2 separate regions of the Hordeum vulgare genome follow, and region 2 is linked to region 1. The links are chromatin contacts, called in public Hi-C maps. All regions are on one chromosome and are shown on one strand. Each heading gives the region's core, a stretch centred on a gene start, on an enhancer-like site or on the middle of the called end of the contact. The rest is flanking DNA. Distances are from core to core; before and after follow the strand shown. Region 1 has its middle 140 kb from the start of LOC123406074. Region 2 holds the start of LOC123406048 (transcription factor MYB30-like).

Region 1 (5,496 bases), core at 2,371-4,870:
CAATGTTTCATACAGAAACTCATCTCTACAAAGGGATTTCAATTTTTTTGAACTTATTTGAACCCCCTTGTTTTTCTGTATTCAAAATGCACCATTCAAAGCCACATCATCAATTTACAACCCTTTCTGACTTCATTTGTTATTTTTCATGCATTTACTGATTATTTTGAGCTATAAGACCATGAAATTGAAAAGCATTTGAAATGAACTCTGATAAGGTTCCAAGTTTGCATGGTATCATCATTTCACCCACATAGCATGTGCAAGAAAGTAGAGAGGCTTACGGCAAAAACTGGATGCACTTCGTGTACAAAACGGACAATCTCTGTCGAAGTATCAGGGTTTCATACGGATGCTCGTTTGTTACAAAGGGATTTCAATTTTTTTGAACTTATTTGAACCCCCTTGTTTTTCTGTGTTCAAAATGCACCATTCAAAGCCACATCATCAATTTACAACCCTTTCTGACTTCATTTGTTATTTTTCATGCATTTACTGATTATTTTGAGCTATAAGACCATGAAATTGAAAAGCATTTGAAATGAACTCTGAAAAGGTTCCAAGTTGGCATGGTATCATCCTTTCACCCACATAGCATGTGCAAGAAAGTAGAGAGGCTTACGGCAAAAACTGGAGGCACTTCGTGTACAAAATGGACAATCTCTGTCGAAGTATCAGGGTTTCATACCGATGCTCGTCTGTTACAAAGGGAATTCATTTTTTTTGAACTTATTTGAACCCCCTTGTTTTTCTGTGTTCAAAATGCACCATTCAAAGCCACATCATCAATTTACAACCCTTTCCGACTTCATTTGTTATTTTTCATGCATTTACTGATTATTTTGAGCTATAAGACCATGAAATTGAAAAGCATTTGAAATGAACTCTGAAAAGGTTCCAAGTTTGCATGGTATCATCATTTCACCCACATAGCATGTGCAACAAAGTACAGAGGCTTACGGCAAAAACTGGGTGCACTTCGTGTACAAATCAGACAATCTCCTTCGAAGTATGAGGGTTTCATACGGAAACTCCTCTATTACAAAGGGATTTCAATTTTTTTGAACTTATTTGAACCCCCTTGTTTTTCTGTATTCAAAATGCACCATTCAAAGCCACATCATCAATTTACAACCCTTTCTGACTTCATTTGTTATTTTTCATGCATTTACTGATTATTTTGAGCTATAAGACCATGAAATTGAAAAGCATTTGAAATGAACTCTGAAAAGGTTCCAAGTTGGCATGATATCATCATTTCACCCACATAGCATGTGCAAGAAAGTAGAGAGGCTTACGGTAAAAACTGGATGCACTTCGTGTACAAAACGGACAACCTCTTTCGAAGTATCAGGGTTTCATACGGAAACTCATCTGTTACAAAGGGATTTCAATTTATTGAACTTATTTGAACTCCCTTGTTTTTCTGTATTCAAAATACACCATTCAAAGCTGTAAGACCATGAAGTTGAAAAGCATATGAAATGAACTCTGAAACCAAAGTACATACATAGTTTTCGAGAGCATTAAAACCAAACTACATACATAGTTCTCATTGAACAACATATAGGTCTCCAGAGGATCTAATTAGACCATACATTGAAATTATGTAAAACATTTCAATGCAAAAACAAATGTGATCATAACCGCAACCAAGGTAACAACTGATCCAACTGCATAATGATTCCAAGCCTCGGTATGAATGGCATATTTTCTAATCTTTTTAATCTTCAACCGCATTGCATCCATCTTGATCTTGTGATCATCGACGACATCCGCAACATGCAACTCCAATATCATCTTCTCCTCCTCAATTTTTCTTATTTTTTCCTTCAAGTAATTGTTTTCTTCTTCAACTTAATTTAACCTCTCGACAATAGGGTCGGTTGGAATTTCCGGTTCAACAACCTCCTAGATAAATAAAATCTATGTCACATTGGTCGGCATAATTGTCATAAACAATAAATGAACCAAATAGTTATGAAAAGATAATATATACCACATCTGAATCATAGACAGGACGAGGGCCGACGGGGGCGGATACCAAAACCATCGCACTATGTAATAACAAGGAATAATAAAAGTAAGAAAATTACACAAGTATCTATCTTAAGTCAGAATTTTTTTCTTTCACAAAGAAGATAAGAACAAGAGGCTCACCACGGTGGTGCCGGCGACGAGATCAGCGCGGGCGATCGACGGTGGTTGAAGATGGGGCGGGGACGAGGCGTGACGGACCGCTAAATCTAGACAAACCTCGTTGAAAATGGAGCTCGGAGATCGAGTTTCGAGAGGAGAAAGCTTAACTAGTGTGGCTCGGACATTTCATCGAGCACCTCATGTGCATAGGAGGTGAACTAGAGCACCTAAATGCCCTCCCCTCGCCGGCTTAACAAAAACAGAGCACTGTGGAGTGCTCTGTCGCGGCGGTGGGTATATGTAGGCAAGTTATTTGTCCCGGTTCGTGACATGAACCGGGACTAAAGCCAACCCTTCTGTCCCGGTTCAAGCCACGAACCGGGACCAATGGTTGTGGGCCAGCAGCGAGGACCATTGGTCCCAGTTCGTGGCTCGAACCGGGACAAATGGTTTTACACGAACCGGGACCAATGCCCACGAGGCCCCGGCCGGCCCCCTGGGCTCACGAACCGGGTCTAATACCCCCCATTGGTCTTGGTTCTTAAAGAACCGGGACTGATGGGCTGGCCAGGGCTGAACGGTAGCCCTGTTTTCTACTAGTGGCGGCCCGCGGGGCCAGTCGAAAGTTTCGGCCGGCGAGCCGGGCGCAGACCACTGGCCTTTTAGTTATTAATTAGTTTGTATCTCCAAGTTCAAACTACTTTCCCCCTTTTGGCACTTGTGTGATCACATCGAGTGGAAATTTTAGACGACGTCGGCTCAATCAAATGGGGTTTGTGAGCTGATTTGGTCTCTGTCAAGACGTTGCGAATTCGTGCGTTCCGCTTGCGGTCGACGCGCCGACGCTGGCTCAGACGCTCAGTGAACAATTCAACCAAAAGAGAGGCCCAGCTTTGTAGCTCCTCGCCTCCTTGATTGATTAAAATGATAAACTAAACCGATCAACTAGCTTGGCACAGACTGATTTCTCATAGTCATAGACGCTTTCAATCTAACTTGCGTTAGCTGTCATGCAAAACGTATGAAAACTGTAGCCCCACCGCCGACGATCGAAGTGGCACTTGACAATCAGGTCAGCTAAACCACTTCAGCTGTATACTATGCTGCTGGTCTACAGCTTGGCATGCGGCGAACTTCTTCAAACGGACCATATACGTTTTTGCCGTCTTGATTTATTGCCTTTCCTAAAAACATGCTAGTACTTGATTTTCAGAATGGACTAAAAATTTCCTGGTCAAATAAGCATAGTCCGCACCACGTTCGGTCTCTATCTGTCAGCATCTCCCGGACAGTGCACGAGGAAAGAGCCCAACGAAACCTCCCGAAACTCTAGACGAAGGCCTATCAAGGACCGATCCCGGCTGCGGAAAATGACAGGGCCAATCTCCAAGAAATTGAGACCTGCTCTAGCTTCGTCATCAAGCAGTTCCGTACTAAACAAGGTAAGTACTACAATATGCATGTCACAGTCGTTCATGAACCATACTGTTTAGGCGAAAACGATCGGTTCTCTGTATGTGGAGGAGACGATGGATCGAGTTAGCAGGACCAAGTGGGAAATACCGTGCTACAAATTCAGCTCGATAGGACTTAGGTGTAGAAAACAGTTCGGTTCCCCGAAAATAACGTGGAGAGATGTACGTTTGAAAGATACAGAATCGATGCTTCAAGCGGCTAGCTGAACGGTCAAAGTGTCAACGGGGCTTGGTGTATATATGGTCGTAGCGAGTCAAACTAAATCTTACGATGGAGAGTGGAATTTTGGATCCATGTGTGTGCATTGGGGGACCTTATTTTAAATAGTTTAAAAATCACATTTAAAATTCTAAAAAGTCCCAAAAACAATTCTACATGATAGTATAGATGTATATTTTATAGGTATACAGATTTATGATGAAATAAGTAAACATGTGAAATATACAAAAATGACAAAATGACGATTACTGAATAGCGAATAATACATGCATTGTTCATCTTTCCAAAATCATGATTTTGACATTTTTATGTAGCTTACATGGTTATTTATTTCAACATCAGTATTTGACCTGTGTAATATAAATCATGTTGAATGTTCTTCAGAATTATCTGAAACTTGAAAATATTATTTTGACATTATTTAAAATATAGGGCTCACTAAAGCTCGTTCTCCAAAGTGACTTTTTGTTAAAGAGGCTCACTGGTGGATATACAATACATATTGAGATGCTTTAAATATTTGCGACCTGTAGTGATACAATTGTGTAATTAAGTCAGTCGGCTAAAACCCAAGAGGCGCAACCTATTTTCTAATTAAAAAAATTCATTCATAGTGTTGGGCGGGAAAGATTATGCCACAAGCATCATGTTTATTTGTGGCGTGCAGAATAAACAGCGAGTGGCGGATGCTATTTATGCACGCCACTAGTAAGTAGTTACCAGTACCCACAAATTTTTTTTACTACTAGCTGGAAGAGGAAAAAAACTCTAGAAGTCTGATTGGAAATGAAGGTTTGGACTTTGTTCCTTTTTTGACCCAAGAATTAAACAACGTTTTGTTTAAGCCCGCCCACCCCATGGCTTTGAAGTAAAAGGTAAATTTGTATCCCATCTTATTTCAGAGATTGGACTCAAAGCCTGAGATGCAACTTATGGTTTCAAGTGAAAGTGTTAACAGGGGGAGATGGATATTCAGAGTTTGGGACAGGAGAGTATCACTATATGGCAGAAGCATTTTTGCTCCAAGCCCTAATAGTCCTTAGGTAATCCAAGTACTTGTAGACTGGGTGAATTTTATAATCATGGCATTTGTGATAGCTATAACTTTGAATGGATAAAAGGTTTCATTGCATCACAAATGTGGTCTATTATTTTGCAAGGCTCTAAAAATAAATCACTTGTACCATTTGATATACATAATACATGTTTCTCCTCTAAGGCTACTTCCTGTCAGTATAACAGTAATTCAGCTAGGGTAGTGATATCCAAGTTAGTTTGGTCACTCATCAAAAGAAGTAAATCTTCATCATCTGTAGAACAAGGACCTGTTTTGGAGTAGGCTTCCTCCACCCGTGCTCTACAAATGAAAAGAAAGATGAAGGAAAAGGCCCATGTGGTGGATTTTTTTGGTAAGAAGCTAAAGATTGCTTTAATTAAATAATGATTTTAAGAGGAAAATGCTCTAACATGAATTTCTTTGCTTGTCATGTTATTCCTCTTAATCTTGATGGAAAATACTCAAAACCTTAAATACTTTTTGTAATGTTCCTCCAAAGGACTTCTCACAAGAGTTATTAAACAACAAGAACAACAAGAAGAAAGAGAATAATGGAAGAGTGAATAAGGGGCATCATGCTTCCTCAGAAGAGGAAGGAACTTCCT
Region 2 (5,919 bases), core at 2,445-4,944, 170 kb after region 1:
GATAACCAAGGTACGCGGAGACGATGATGTATCCCGAAGTTCACACCCTTGCGGATGCTAATCTCCGTTGGAGCAGTGTGGAGGCACAATGCTCCCCAAGATGCCACTAAGGCCACCGTAATCTCCTCACGCCCTCACACAATGCAAGATGCCGTGATTCCACTAAGGGACCCTTGAGGGCGGTCACCGAACCCGTACAAATGGCAAACCTTGGGGGCGGTCACCGAACCCGTACACGTGGCAACCCTTGGGGGCGGTTACCGGTACCCGTACAAATTGCTCGGGGCTATCTTCACAACCTAATTGGAGGCCCCGACGCTTGCCCGGAGCTTCACACCACAATGATTGAGCTCCGAGACACCACCAAGCTTCTAGGATGCCAAAGCATCTAAGAAGAACAATATCTAGGGTACTAAGTACCAAAGGTAATAAGCTTCTCGAACTTCACTTCCACATATCACCGTGGAGAACTCAAACCGATGCAACTAATGCAATGGCAAGAACACACAAAGTGGTCAAGTCCCTCACACTCAAATCCCTCCACAACAACGAAAGCTATGGAGAAATATGAGAGGAAGAACAAGGAGCTCACAAAGAACTCCAAAGATCAAGATCCAAGGGGTTCCCCTCACATAGAGGAGAAAGTGATCGATGGAGATGTGGATCTAGATCTCCTCTCTCTTTTCCCTCAAGAACAAGCAAGAATCATTGGAGGGATTGAGAGTAAGCAAGCTCTAAGAATGTCAACAATGGAGGTAGAACAAGAGCTCAACGGATAGATAAGGCCAAGGGGGAAGAAGACCCCCTTTATATAGTGGGGGAAGGAATCAGACCGTTACCCCCACTTACAGCCCGAGCCTAGCGGTATTACCGCTGGCTCTAGCGGTACTATCGCTGACCCTCCGGCGGTACTACCGCTGGTACCGCTGGCCCTGCAGCGGTACTACCGCTGGCTTTGCAGCGGTACTACCGCTGAGCCCATGGTAGCGCAAAGATACTACCGGGCCAACCACCGCCAAGAAAGTCTTCGCAAAAATGTCCGACGCAGTACAACCGCAAAGATGACGGTACTAAAAACTTGGAGTGGTACTACCGCCAGCTCTGGGCGGTACTACCGCTAGGTCCAACGCTACTACCGATCGCCACTGAAACAACCATAACTTTCGCATACGAGCTCCGAATCGAGCAAACCCAAGCTTGTTGGATTCAGGACGACAAGAGCTATCCAAACGGCGACTGGAAATCTTAAGACCATGCAGATATGAAAATGTCAATGATATAGAGATGTGAGTCCTCTATGAATGAAGAACCGGCAAAAACTCCAACATCGAAAACATCATAGTAGATGCATATGGACTCCGTTTTCGATGAACTCGAGCTTGTCACGAAGATGACCATAAGCTCTAAAACTCACAAAGAGAAACACTAAACAAGAACCAAGAAGTATGATGCAAGGAAGCAAATGATTTGAGCTCTCAACGAACGATACGATCAAGCTACTCACTTGAGAGCCCCCCTTGATAGTACAACAATCTATCCTAAACAGAAAACCTATCAAGGACAAACATATACCTTGCACCTCGTCCTCTTGAGCTAGATGATGATGATCTTGGCTTCCTCAAGATGGACCACCTTTCTTGATTGTCTTGGCTTGATGAAGACTAGTTGATTGCTCCCCCATACTCACTATGGGTCAGCCACTCTTCAGCATATCTTCACAAGCTCATTGCCACCACAATGGACGGCAAGCTTCAAGCATGATATCTTCGTGTTGATCCACTTGAACTTGCACATCGCAATCTTGATGACGATCACAACTTGACGTCATACTTCATGGGTTGTATGAGATCTTCCCTTTGACGCAAGCCCATGGAAACACACCTAACCCCCACATAGAACTCTCACGAAGACCATGGGTTAGTACACAAACACTTAATGGACAATGCTTACCATACCATGGGATCACTTGATCCCTCTCGGTACATCTTGTACGCTTTGTGTGTTGATCATCTTGATTTACTCTTTGTCTGAGATCTTGATCAACCATGTGTCTCTATGACCATACTTTGGATAATAGCTTGAATACCATCTTGGTCATCATATAAACTCCTTGAACCCAACAGATGGACTTCAAGAAGTGCCTATGGACAAATCCTATAAATGTAACTTAAGGCAACCATTAGTCCATAGGAATTGTCATCAATTACCAAAACCACATATGGAGATATATGCTCTAACAACTATAGCTACAGTATTTGATACAGTCAACAAATCAAAGGGGCCTCACATCCCAGGCCGCCGTTCGGGCTGCCTGGGACCCAAATCCGCCACTAGCCGAGTCAGAAAACTCCACTCTCACACACTCCCAACAGGATTGCAGCCGGAAGACTAAGACACACAATCATGCTTAGACGAAGCAACTGAGAGAAACCTGCAAAGAAAAACCTCAACTCAATGAACCAGGCTTGTGGACATACACCACCTTTCGCACGTCTTTCCAGCTATGCCAAGAAGGAACGACGATGAGTCATGCAAAACTTATCGATGATGCGAGCGCCTCACCCCCATGGAATGGGGATCGAAACCTGAGCTAAAAACCTTACCCTGCTAGTGACGGACTTAGCCCACTAGGTTAGACTGGGCCAACAATAATGTTGTATATATACATTTAATTTTTATTTTTAAACCTTTTTTAATGATATAAAAGCTATTTTAAAATCTTACCCTGGCAACCCTTTACCTCCGCCACTGCATCCTGCCATCATTGATCCAAATCAGCATGATCCCTACCCCCTCTCATCGTCGAAGCAAGCAATGGATGGAGGGGAGGCACATCATTTTTAAAATGTACTCCCTTCATTTTTTTACTCCGTCTATAAGATTTGAGTCAAGTCAAACTTTATATAGTTGGATCAAGTTTATATTAAAAAATATCAACAACTACATTACCAAATATATATAGTATGGAATTACGTTTCATAAAGAAGCTAATGGTATAGATTTGGTATTGTGAATGTTGATATTTTTTCTATAAGTATGGTCAAAGTAGAGATGATTTGACTTCAGACAAAAGTTATATGCAGACTAAAAAGAAACGGAAAGAGTATAAGGGTATGATTTTTCAGAAATGCTCATATTCTTTAACCAAGATGTGTCCGTATATATTGTGTCACATGATATACGTGTACAAATTTTCTATATTTTCTGAAATAGGCTTTTTACTCGAACCAGTGCGTGTACCCAAAGATGGCAATAGTACTAGTTTGGCAGAGGCTCCCTGAGTCCGATTGAGAACCCCCTTTGATGTTTTTGTTGCATCAAGTACGCCCACTCCTGAGACAAACGAGGCAGCAGTTCTCTAATCATTTTAGACAGAACAATGCCACCAGAAACACATGCGCATGCAACATGCGGATTTTTAAACGGACACAGGAGTGTAGAGTATATATCGACTAAAGTAGAAGCAAAGCGAGCAATAAACAAGGAAACAAAAAACCGTACATGGACTCCATCCAATTCCCAAACAATAGAAAAGGAACAAGTGGGAGCGAACGTTGCCATTCCGCCTCGTTTTGTCACCATTCGACTCGATCCTTCCCAGAAGCTGCCCAATAACCTCAATTGACCACGTTTTGCTGTCTGTCGACGCGAGCGAGCATAAATAGCCCAACGCCCTCGCAATCCACACACCATCATCAGCTTCCCCCAGCATCCAACTCCCTTCCCTCGCCCAAGCGTCAATACCACCGAGCACTCAGCCACTCACCCATCAGGCCATCACACACGGACACGGCACACAGCGCGAAGAGAAGAGAAGAGAAGAGAGGAGCGCATACAGTCAGCAGCAACAATGGTGAGGGCTCCTTGCTGCGAGAAGATGGGGCTCAAGAGGGGGCCGTGGACGGCGGAGGAGGACATGACCCTGGTGGCTCACATCGAGCAGCACGGCCACAGCAACTGGCGGGCGCTGCCCAAGCAGGCCGGCCTGCTGCGCTGCGGCAAGAGTTGCCGCCTCCGGTGGATCAACTACCTCCGCCCCGACATCAAGCGCGGCAACTTCACCGGCGAGGAGGAAGACGCCATCATCCAGCTCCACGCCATGCTCGGCAACAGATGGTCCACCATTGCCGCCAGGCTTCCTGGGAGGACGGACAACGAGATCAAGAACGTCTGGCACACACACCTCAAGAAACGGCTCCAGTCCTCGTCCAAGCCGTCCGGCCAGGCAGCGCCTAAGCGCAAAGCCAAGAAGCCTGCTGTGGCTACGAGCGCGCTCGAGGGCCCGACCTCCCAGCCGGCGTCGTCACCGGGGCAGTCCCTCCCGATGTCGCCGGAGCAGTCCCTCTCGACGTCGTCCGCCACCGACAGCTCTTCCTCGGAGTCGGAGGAGTTCCAGATTGACGACAGCTTCTGGTCGGAGACACTGGCGATGTCGGTGGACAGCTCCGGTTCCGGGCTGGAAACCAGCGACACATTCGGCGCAGATAGTGCATCGCCGTCGTCGAGCAACGATGAGATGGACTTCTGGGTCACGTTGTTCATGCAGGCTAGTGACATGCATAGTTTGTCACAGATTTAATGAGAAGATTTGGCCATGTTCGTATTTCTCGCTAGCATTCGCTTCATTTGGACTATGACGAATTCGCAAGTTTCTGTAGTTCGTCGGTTGAGTTGACCCCTTGTTCCTGGCTCAGTTCCACGTACGCATTGGCTGGCCATAGCGACAGAATTTTTCCCAAGTAGCCGACGGACAAGTAACCTACTAAACCCTTGAGTTATAATATACCAAATCATTTTGTGTACATAATCCGACACATGTGGATTCTGCATCCTTTGCCATGTTGTCGCTACAACAAGAAAACCATATTTAGGAGGTAGCTGGAATGTCATCGATCTTGGCCAGGAAGTGTCGGTGTCCGTCCACAAGGATCCACGATCAAGAGACGAATGTGATGTTGGTACTATCACAACTAGAGGTCTACTTGAGCCTACGAATAGCGCCTTTGCTGCCAAAGCACCCCCAGATCTTATTGAACACGGCCACCATCGCCGCTAAGACCGACGGCGACGAAGTCACACATGTCAATTTACTTTAGGTGTTACCAAAGATTTCGTTAGTTTTAAGAGGATGACCACTCGCAAAGCATTTAGTAATTCGAGAAGCCTCCGTCAAACTTGTGGGACAAACTCTTACTCAAGTTGCTTAAAATTGTGTATTTCCTATAAGGCAACTTGTTTCATATGAATATGAAAATATTTTTAAGAGAAATAATAAATCATATTCTTGGGACTACACATAAAGTCATGAGTAAGATTATTAAACCGTATTTTAGCATCATCCTCTAATGAGAAAGAAAATAATTTAAAAATATAATAATAGCAAAACTTTTCCTCTTAAGCAAATAAGGTGTGCAATAACTTATTAAGATTCATAAGCATGAAAAAGATTAGATTCTACCAAAGTAATAAGTCCATGATCAATAGAGAATCCATAATCCTTATCATCAACAAAAATTGAAGATGTTGCAAACTTAAGATCATTTTTCATCATTTTGTTCATGGCCTTTTCTTTAAGTATAGCAATGAAATATATGTTTTTATTAGTATCATAAGCCATAAACTCTTTAATAATTTCTTGATTAAAAGTGTAACCGTCAGGAACATCAAGTATTTTATTTCTAACGAGAGTACTCGGTGTACCAAGTGATTCATAGTTTTGAGTAAATTCAGTTTCTTTAGCTTTAGCAATATAAGCATCAAGTAATTCATCAAGTGGTATAATATTATCAAGCTAAGTAGAAGCACCATCATGAGTATCATCAATAATAGAAGAAGTGTCTATTGTTTGTAACATATCATATTGTAAAACATGCGGTGGTGGTGTCACAAGTTGACATAAAACATAAGGTCAATAAAGCA

What was found. A called contact is a pair of places that touch in the nucleus more often than the background predicts.
Region 2: a contact with region 1 is called in a Hi-C map of leaf, with 4 times the contacts expected there. The contact joins the promoter of LOC123406048 here to the enhancer-like site in region 1. A contact is called at or near these places in 2 of 6 Hi-C or Micro-C datasets (leaf and seedling).

The regions. Positions count from the first base shown.
Region 1 is chr6H:376,498,176-376,503,671 of MorexV3_pseudomolecules_assembly, forward strand. No RefSeq gene overlaps it. Among protein-coding and RNA genes, the nearest start is that of LOC123406074, 140 kb to the right of the region's middle. Within about 2 kb of position 3,621, at least 1 of the 3 cell types and tissues checked has open chromatin away from gene starts, as enhancers often do. A contact at or near this core is called in leaf, where this site is marked.
Region 2 is chr6H:376,672,134-376,678,052 of MorexV3_pseudomolecules_assembly, forward strand. It overlaps LOC123406048 (transcription factor MYB30-like), which reads left to right and starts at 3,695. Exons shown (of 1, transcript XM_045099546.1): 1 at 3,695-4,603. The coding sequence starts at 3,851. The coding sequence ends at 4,579.